Regions from separate parts of the Bicyclus anynana genome. Here region 2 is linked to region 1. The links are chromatin contacts, called in public Hi-C maps. All regions are on one chromosome and are shown on one strand. The core of a region is the stretch at or near the end of the contact, and the rest is flanking DNA. Distances in the headings are between cores, read along the strand shown. Region 1 overlaps LOC112055976 (flotillin-2). Region 2 overlaps LOC112055976 (flotillin-2).

Region 1 (5,322 bases), core at 1,365-3,864:
ATTATGTAACATTGGAGTTTTGTTTATTATTAATTATTAATTCTATTAAAATACCAAACCCTTCAAATATCGCATGTTTTTACGCTAATAACAATAATGAACTATACGCAATAAACGTATAACTAGTATCTGTTTGTTGAAGGCTAAATTACTCAAAAATGAATGGGGTAGTGGACAATTCCACGCGAGTTATACCTAATGCACTCGTAGAAATTTGGGACAAGGTTAGATAGAACACAGCTCAATGGAAATTTTTGAAAAACCTTGCAAGGTATCTACGCAATTTCAATCTGCATAAAAATTAACGTGGTCTGGGTAAGATGATTTTATTTTATAACAAGATCCACAAAAAGACTGCGATGGACCTACCAATGCATAACTTTAAGCAATGTGTTAAAAACATTTACTTAGTCGAGGCTACTACACAATTGGTGAGTTCCATAATGATAAAGGAATTAAAACTATAAGAAATCGTAACGTTGTTATCAATTGTAAATTATAATACTGTACGATTTTTAAAAGAACAAAGCTGTTGAGTTTCGTGCCGGCTCTTCTCAGTAGGTAGAAGAACCTGCCTTCTGAACCGGTGTTCCAAACCGAACAAATAGTCAACTGACGTTTCAACGTAAACTGAGCCTACTTGAAATAGAAGAATTTTGTATTTTTGGAATTTTAAATGTGATTAATGTAAGTTCAAGAAGAGATCTACCTTAAGTATGTTGTGTTGAGTGTGTCGACCTATTGTTTAAAATCCACACTATCCACGGCATACGTAAAGCCCTGTTGTTTAAAAAATTCCTAGTGAGCTGAATTTTTGAATACACCTTTATTATGGCGTTGTAATGAAGATGTGAAAAATCGAATCGACATTTATATCATGCCGGCAAAAAAGTTATAAAAGGTCACGAAAATTAGTTTTTCGCAAATATCGCGCGATCTATTGATATCGGAGTACTTTTTTCAAATAATGCGCGACGTCCAAGATGGCAGTCAGGCTATTTGAAATGCACCCTGTTATGAGTATAAAGCAAGTTTTTTAGTTTTAGAAACTATTCATGTTATCTTTAATAGATAAAGAAAGAAGAAAGAAAGAAAGAAAATAAATTTATTCAAATTTAAAAGTTACAAACAGTACCTAACTAACTAACTTAACTTAACTAACTAACTAAAAACAGCATGTCTGTCTGTAACCCTTAAAAAAGAAAGGGTGTACAGCTCAGCATTATGCCGTGTACTATATACAAGCATAACACACGACGCTGATTTTCAGCTGAGACCCGTGTGACGCCACAGCTAACATAAAAAAAAAAATAAAAATGAGAACAAATTCAAGTGAATTAAATTCAATTAGAAGCAGCAAATATGTTTAAAAATAATAATTAAGTACCAATTAAACTACAGATATAAAGATATATAGTGTGATTTATATATGAATTTATAATGTGAAGTGTATTTATTACTAAATGTATAAAATATATATGTACCTATAATAAATAGAAAATCAAGATAAAGAACTAAATTAAGACAAATAACTAAATTAATAACTATTGTATAACAGAAGAAGAGCGTAGGTATATACGAGTATTTCTTATACTACGACTACTACTTTCTTATGTATATATTTCCTATGATAACGTACCTACTTTAAGGGAAACAATCTGGACTCTGGTCGCGGAATGTGTCACTACTGCGTTCAAGAAAATCTCTTTGTGTAAATTAGCCGTTAGGATCAACTCTTTCGTAAATCATCATAAATTCTCGTTATCATTCTTGGCCACTTTAATTCATCCGGTAGGCACTCTAAAAATTGTGCAAATTAATTTCACAATTTTTAGGAAGGTAGATTTTTATTTACTGGTGGACGCATGTAACTTAGTTCAAAAAAAAGGAAGGGTAATGATTTTGGCCACGGCTCTACCATGACCATTTTTGTTCCTATGCATTTCTCTATTTCAATCTGAAATATTTTCTTGTTTCGTTCTTTTTAGACCCCTTTTAACGTAGTCGGGTTACAATTTTTAAACTTATTATTAATAACTTCGTAACGTCCGATCTCGATGAAACTGTAAATAGTTTCGGAGATTATCAATAATCAGACAGACAGGAAAACGTATTTTTTTCGTGTGTCAACGTAAAAGAGATTTTTTTAATCGGTTATGACTCTTCATTTATCTTATCTTGGCAATTTAATTCAAAGTCAAGTCACTATTTTATGACATCTACCAGATGTATATTTGAGAACTACGTATTTTAAGTAACTAACTTTTATTAAATACGTTATTATTAGATTTTATTAGTTTAGCATACAGGCAAGGTATTATCAACCTAAATTGATATCTTGCTATTTAATAATCTGTTAGCGTAAAACAGTTGGCGGCATTCCTCATGGCTGATAATAATTTTTGGTTCACTGCCAAGGAACCTCAACTTTGACTCGTTTTTCTATAATTGTAGAAAATTATCACCTTTAGAACATCCTTTAGTAGACTTCAAATGCAGCAATATATAGTGCTTAGTCACGCACGCCATACTTTAAACGGTTAAGGGATGATTTATATTAGACCAGGCCATGCCTCGGGAGTGCCATTGCGTGGTCCAGACGGGGCACGGATATGAAACGTTTCATACATTTTGTGTGAAGCATTTTATAGCATGATCCGTGTCCTGTCCGGACCACGTGTGCGGCACGACCTCTAAACTGACTTAATTCATCATTTATGTTTTCTAACCCAACTATCATCGGAAATATCGAAATCCCCTTGACGAAAAACGATAAAATTTAAAGGTAGTTATAGCGTCCGCTAAAAATGGATTTTACGTCAAGGCCGGATTAAGGAGGTCTAAGGGCGGACGAAGTCGCGAGCGTCCACTAGCTATGTATATCTTGTACCGTTTGACCGTAGGTAATATAAAAAAAAACAAATTGATGGTGTTATTTTGATGAATCACATTTCGCAAGTTCAACGAACCGGCAATTTTTAGTTCGTTAACCCATGGAAACCGTTCAAAAGTGGTTTTTCAACTGTTATATGAATATACAAGTAAAATGTGTTATGTGACCTACAATCTACACGCATACCAGTTCCAACTCTACAGCAGGATATTGTAATAATCATTTCTCCTGACCTAATTTTAAGCGTATAATCTCGGCGAAGGCTAACAACTTACTAAGTCTACGAAAAAATTGTTAACTAACATAAATTAGCCCTTATAACGTACTATACCTACATTTCAATTTAGTAGCCTCGTCTGTTATTTATTAGCGATAAGAAATAATAATAGATAATATCCTCAGTGACACTATCTATGACGAGATGTATGAAAATGGAGAAAAACAATTTTTCTACAATACACGCGAAAATCAACAATCTGCAACCTTTTGAAATTAATTACGACTGTAAAATGCATCAAAATTGATATTAAATATAAATTGGATTTATTTTAATTTTATTCAAAGGGTTTTTTAAAGCTTTATTAAAAGGTGCTTTAAAGTCATCATTTTAATCAGTAACGCCTTCCGTAGTTTATAAATAAGTAGTTTCAAAACTCGTGGTACTGGTTTTCTTTGTGAAGAAGTAGTAGATACTTTTCGAAGTTCTAGCAATAAATGTTTTGTTTTTCTTTTACAATATGGTTTTAGAGTTACTCGACTCTGAAAAAGATAATCTTATAATACACTAGTATCCTCTTACGCTTCGCGATGGCTTATTGTATTTGCATTAATAAGAAAGAAAAACCGACTCCTTCCTGTTATAACATAATATTTTAAGCGGGTATAATTTATAAAAATATGACCTTATTCGGTACAGGAAATTTAGAGTTTTAACGAACATGAGATTTTTATTTAAGTATATAGATTAACTCACTGGCTGATAGATCAAATTAAATGATATTTAATCATTGCCCACCGTATACTTATGAAATTACTACGTTAACAAAATTAAAAACTTTAATTAATTCAAAATTAACTTATTACTATTGATATATTTCATAGTTATCTTTCTCGCCTTGTACCTGCCCAGGTATCACAGAGCAAATCTCCACATTATTATAAGCACACAAGACGTCTATCATATCCCAAAACCCATAAACCTATTTTTAAAAATTTACAGTGCGGAACCCTCTCCACGTGTACCATTCACACTTTCCCGGTAATTAAGTAAAACATCATACATCATGTTGAAATCTTTCGTACACTACCGTATTAACCGCAAGACTATGGGTTAAATGTTCGCCGGTGTACCAAAACAGCGATGTAACATTTGAAGCTGTATTATTTTACCAAACCAATTATGTGGTCAAAAAATATCGTAAAACTCATGCTGTATGGTCAACTATCTAAGCTTGTCCCCGTCGTGGACAAATTAAAGATGAATTAAAATTTCGTAAAAAGCTGTAGCAAACTTTTGTGAAAAGTAATGATTTCATTATTAAAGTAAAAATATCAAGATTTATACATATAAGTAAATAACCGGGCCGGCTATTTACCGGGCCAGGGATGGGCATTCCCTTTTAACAAGTAAGTAATTCTTATTAGATTTCAGAAAATTAAAATAGCTTTGCTTATAGTAGGTACCTCATCGGCCTGTAAGTTACAGTAATTTGAATACAGTTGTTGCAGTAGGTGGAAGTTAAACATACGAGTAATTGAACATACCAACACACACACACACATACACACACGCATACACACACAACATACCTAACACATTTTCGGGTGTTAGCCACGTACGGTAAGATGTGCCACGAGTAACCTTAGCAACACGTTGACGCCATGACAATCGCATAGGAAATTTTCATATTTGACATCCCTAATGTACCGAGCAACCAAGTAGAACGTGTCAAACACTAAATCACTAAATCTATATATATAAAAATGAATTGCTGTTCGTTAGTCTCGCTAAAACTCGAGAACGGCTTAACGAATTTATCTTATCTTGGTCTTGAAATGTTCGTGGAGGTATAGGGAAGGTTTAAAAGGTGAGAAAAAATCAAATAATTTCCGGGAAAACCCTAAAAACTGCCCTTTTTTATTTCCCATACAAACGTTTAAGAGTCAAGCGATAGGGGTAGGGTAGGGGTAGGGCAGGGGAAGGTTAGGGGTAGGGCAGGGGTAAGGTAGGGGTAGGGTAGGGGTAGGCTAGGGGTAGGATAGGGGTAGAGGTATAGAAGGGTAGAGTAGGGATAGAGAATAAGTGCACATATGTCAACACGAAGCTTGACCGAGTCCGCTAGTTTGTTTATAATTTTACTTGTGCAGATGATTGTCTTACTATGAGGTTCAACTTACTTCCCGGGGTCTATACCTACTGCAGCCCTTGA
Region 2 (5,322 bases), core at 936-3,435, 62 kb before region 1:
CCGACATAACCTTCTTGCCTACCCGTAACGAGAAAGTATCCATGAGGATTTCTCCACGATAAAAAATAAAAAATATTCAACCGACTTCAAAAACATAAAACATTCTGACTAAACTAAATAGCGAAAAATAACATCGTACTAAGTTCTATATATCATATTATGTTCTAACTGATGATCAGTTTGAAGGCGGTGCTAAGCCGGTGTTGTGTTAATTCCCATCCCAGATCCCATCATCAGATCCTAATATGGTGACAATGGGACCACCTCGAGAGTATACCCTTTCAAACAAAAAAAATATTTAAATCGGTCCAGGCGTCAAAAAAACAAAAAAAAACAGTCGAAGCGAGAATCACCTCCTTTTTTGAAGTCAGTTAAAAAAGATCAGGGTCTTGGATCTGGAGCTCAGAAATTGGTTGTCTTACACTCCCGTGCCTCGGAGATTAAGTACTTCAAATTACCTTTATCATTAGCATCCGTAGTAATCTTTACAGAGTAAAAATTACTAAGCTAACCCCGCCAACGCGCATTGGCGTGGTGGGTCTTAGCCAAATATCGTCTGCTATACGGGTGTGGAGGTCTCTTGTAAATAGGCTGATATTTATGATCTTTCGACTTTGACTAGTTAGGTCAGTTAATATGACCAATATTCTCCTTAATACCTGTTAATTTAAGCAAGAGGCTTATAGTCCAGTTACATTATAAATTTGGAAATCCAATGACGTGGGGGGAAAATGCACATAGGAAATCTCGGTCGAGAATTGGAAGTTAAGCTTTCCAGGCCACCTCATATTTAAAAGTAGCTGACGCCGCGCGGATTCACTTGCGTGGTTTCCGTTCCCGTGGGAATACGTTATACTTGCATTTCTAAGTCGAATTTTACGTAACAATGACTGTAATACTATGTTAGAATAGGAATAATTCCACAGGCAGGAATCGAACCCAAGACATAGACAAAGAAACTCATTAAATATATATTTTAAACATAGACAGATCAAAAGTTTTAATAAAGTCATAAAAGTTTGAAATAAACATTATCGACCAGCCTCCGACGTCATGACTATATTTTAGTGAAGACACATTAATCAACAGAAGGAATGTCCTGATAAATTAGTATGCGGTTTCTATTAATATCAGAGTTTATTTGCGTATACTCTTCTATAAATAACACTCTGACGTAGTTTATACAGAATGTTCCGAGAACCGATAAATATCTTACTCTTTGTCATCCTATATCCCCCTCCCCCTCTCCTATAAGAAGGAAAACCTAGGCCTAAGGTAAACATTTGACACCCGTACGATATTACTACCCCTATATGGAGGGAGGCCTGGAGTGGACTGTTAAAATCGTCTAATAATGATGATGATGATATTACTACAAATAACCGCATGTCATATTAAATCTCATCATTATCAGCCTATTTTGCCAGGCCACTATATAGCCAGACCTCCCTCATTATAGGAGAGGGTATATGGAGCTTAGACCCACCACTATCATATCTTAATGATAATGACCGGGACCTACGGCTTAAAGTACTTTCCAAGGCGCGGGCACCATTTTCCCAACTCCTTGCTGATAATAACTTTAATTAACTGAATATTTTATAAAATAAAGAAATCTCAGTATCTCATAAGCCCGTGATCCTAAGCCACAAAGCCTAACCACTGGTTCAATGAGGCAATTAGATATTAAATGTGTATCACTTAATATCTATCCTATCAGAACATAAATGTGAAAATGGGAGCCAAATTCAATAACACAAGTGTGTCGTAACAAATCTAAGTGGGTGCCAAATTCGATAGATTATAGAACTTAGAATACATTAAAGCTATAAGCTATAGAGTTATTAAGTAGACAAAAATGGCCTCAAATGGTTCGTGTAAAGATACCTTGTCACTTTGTCAGCCGTCTTCTCTAACTTGACTGACGCTCTTCCACGCGTCTCAATACAATTATGCAGTTAATATTACCATACAGAGTTAAGTGGCGTGTCTAGTTAGCAAAAGCACTATCGCTCGTCATTTAAACAAGGTCGTACAAAATGGATTTGCGGTTGAATTAATTTTACATCCTAAGATCGAACGAGTCTTGTAGAACCAGGAAGGACGCAGGACGCTCGCTCGACCACAACCGCGGACACGTGGCTGTGGCCTTCCCTTTATGCCGTCGTAATAACCCAAAGCCTATTTTTCCTTGAATTCCTTTTGCGGACACGACCTTTCGTTACAAGATGACGTGTCCGGCCCTTAGTTTATTACAGAGCACTCCGCATTGCATTTATTACAACTAAACAATGTGTTTGAAACCCTAGAGAGATAGCAACGATGTAATTTTGATGACAACGATGAAATTTTGATGACAATGTTGAGGAAACGTGTAATTATAGTGTAGTAATTTTTTATTTAGATTAATTTTCACCTCAGACAATTTTCTAAGAATTCTAAGAAAGAATTTCTGAAACAATATAAGTAATATATATAGTAGTAGTATACTCAGTACTGTATCTCGTACATCTGTCCGATACTAGTTCGTATAACGTGTGTGCAATAACTTGACTTTACCAACCATAATCATACAAACACAGTACATACATCATTCGAGCCAGGTGACGAGTTTATTTGCACGAGCTGTATGTTTTTTGTTTTCCCGCTACGGTTGATACATCAAAACTATCCCATAATAAAACTATTTATTATGAGATATAAGAAATAAAGTTCAAAAAAGTAACACAACCAATAAGAACTAGGTGGAACATTTAAGTATAGCCATTTCCAAGCAACATCACAATCTAACATAAAAGTAAAACTTCGAGAGAATTATTTATTATACTAAAACACTAGGCTACTAAAATATTATATTACAACTATTTTGTGACAATATAATCACCCTGTATAACGAAACCAGATACATTAAAAATCAGGTATCTACAAACATTTAAAAATAATCACTGAACGGTGTATTTGAATTAAAAGTCTTTATATCGGTTTATATTAATAACAAACGTTGAATTAATTAGGTATACAACAATTTATATGAGTCAGAGACCAGCACAAAATATTTGCATCAGGCAACAACAAAAAACCGTTATTTTAAAATTAAAGATCTTATGGTGCATTCACACCAACAATACCACTTAATAAGTCAACATGATTACATTAAATAACTTAACATTTGGCGACTTAATGCAGTGATAAACACATTTTTAATATCCGTTGTTGCCCAATATCATTTGTAAACATTGTTCAACCTTTTTTACGGCCTTCGTGGCGCAGTGGTATGCGTGGTGGATAAATAAGACGGAGGTCCTGGGTTCGATCCCCGGCTGGGCCGATTGATTGGTACAGGTCTGCTCGTGGGAGGTTTCAGCCGTGACCACCTTACCGAAAAAGACGTAACGCCGAACCGAAAAGGGGATTTTTATCCACCTCCTAACAAGTTAACCCTCCTCCATCTTAGATTACATCATTGCTTACCATCTGGTGAGATTGTAGTCAAGGGATAACTTGTAAAGAAATAGCCTGTGTTTATCCAGAGTAAAATCTATTTCCATTCCAAATTTCAGCCAAATCGGTTTAGCAGCCGCAGCGTAAAAGAGTGTGACGAGTCTGTTTGTTAGAGTGCCACAGACAGACTAACAAACAGACTCGTCAAACTTATAACTCCCATTTTTTTGCGTCGGGGGTTAAAATAGAATGACCGATATGATAATATTATGTATGAGCCTCCAGTATCGTGTTAGAATGCAACAGGTAATGTGCGTTACTTACTTGCACGACCACTACTCAAGGTCATCAAGATAGTAATCCAACCAGAAAATCCCAACTAACATTATAAATGCGCATACTAGTTGGTTTGTATGAATGCGAGGAAAAAAAATATCTATACTTAAGCTAGAAAAAAAAGTTCTGCAACAAACGTCCAGTATTGCCTTACATGAATTAACAAAATGTACATGAACGCAAAAAAATCTGGGGGCAAATATTAGTACTACACCGTAGCTTAGCTTGTTATATTCATTCACAGACATCTTTGAACCCCGAAGATAAATGAATATTAAAATTCATAAAATAACGTAGGCATATGTAGTGCAGTTAACAAGATTTTGTTGTAGCTTATATCCCGCTCAATCAATCAATAATAAGAGACGAATAACTTAGCATTCCACAGATTCACCATCCACTTGAGACCCGGGTGTGGGTGAAGAAGTTCCTTAGTCCACGTGCATAAATGCTCTAATATCAGATAAAATAAACCCCTAACACGAAGAGTTTATTATGTTAGTTTAGGAGTTATAATGGCAAGCTTCAAACTTTATCATTCGATTACGAAGCAGTACCATGTAATTGCATCGTCACCGAAAATAAGCTAGTCCAGTCCAACGTCCAACATAAATCATCCATAAAGAAATCACCCATACATACTAACAGGACCATTAAGGGATTTCGCACACTAAGCGGCCACGAACAAGACTAGTTGTTGGCCGTGGCCGCAAAAGCTATGGTTTTCCGGCGGCCAGATTTGCAGCCATAACCACGACCGGTCATAAAATTACCATTTGTCAGTTTTAATAAATACTGTATCGCCCCATCTTATTATAGTTGAGAACGCTGCACTCGGTATAGTTTATCAAATACATATGCCTGCTACATATGGTAGTACCCCGTAGGGTAGGTACAATTTCGAGAATGAGATGAACCGCCGATCCCAACTCGGTTGGGCAAGCATTCAGGAAACTTCGCAATATCTTTTGTCCGAAATTCCTGAGGATTATAGAAATAGTGTGTGTTGTCAGTGATAATATGTGGTTCCGAGACTTGATCGCTAACTAAAACTTACTAACTAAAATGTTAATGTAATGCAGTGGTCCATTGACTGACAAGAAGATAATAAATGACTGGGCCGCATTCGCTGTCACAGAAATAGTGCGAGAACGCTCACAGTAAAGTGCACGTAGCTTGGTCGCAACGATCAGTCATGCCTCCTCGATCTGCGGCCAATTGGTCGTGCTCGTGACAGCTTAGTGCACTAGGTGCCTTACTAAAAGCTTGTATAGAGCCAGGTTCCTTCTCTCATAAAGCAGCTACTGTATCGTTCCTATTTACCACAGCTTTTATTTCGTTCTTTCAGGTATTACTTATAGAGGCTGGTGACGCAGAACAAATCTTTATGGACATTCCTGTATTGGCGACAATGCTGCAGTTTACCGAAGCCAATTGGAACTACCAAACGGAACCACAAGTTAGTTTACCACCTTTAAAATATTTATAGGCAAAGCCGTAAACGAGGTAGCGTTTCATAAAATCTGAAAGCTTGCCAGCTCATAC

The links. Hi-C and Micro-C count contacts between places; a contact is called where the count stands out from the background.
Region 2: a Hi-C map of whole larva shows a contact between it and region 1, with 1.6 times the contacts expected there. The contact joins two enhancer-like sites.

What each region holds. Positions count from the first base shown.
Region 1 is chr8:9,368,918-9,374,239 of ilBicAnyn1.1, reverse strand. The region is part of intron 1 of LOC112055976 (flotillin-2); the gene reads right to left. Among protein-coding and RNA genes, the nearest start is that of LOC112049944, 3.7 kb to the right of the region's middle. Within about 2 kb of position 2,614, at least 7 of the 8 cell types and tissues checked have open chromatin away from gene starts, as enhancers often do.
Region 2 is chr8:9,430,819-9,436,140 of ilBicAnyn1.1, reverse strand. The region is part of intron 1 of LOC112055976 (flotillin-2); the gene reads right to left. It overlaps LOC112049936 (glucose dehydrogenase [FAD, quinone]), which reads left to right. Exons shown (of 5, transcript XM_024088005.2): 3 at 5,126-5,236. Among protein-coding and RNA genes, the nearest start is that of LOC112049936, 12 kb to the left of the region's middle. Within about 2 kb of position 2,185, at least 7 of the 8 cell types and tissues checked have open chromatin away from gene starts, as enhancers often do.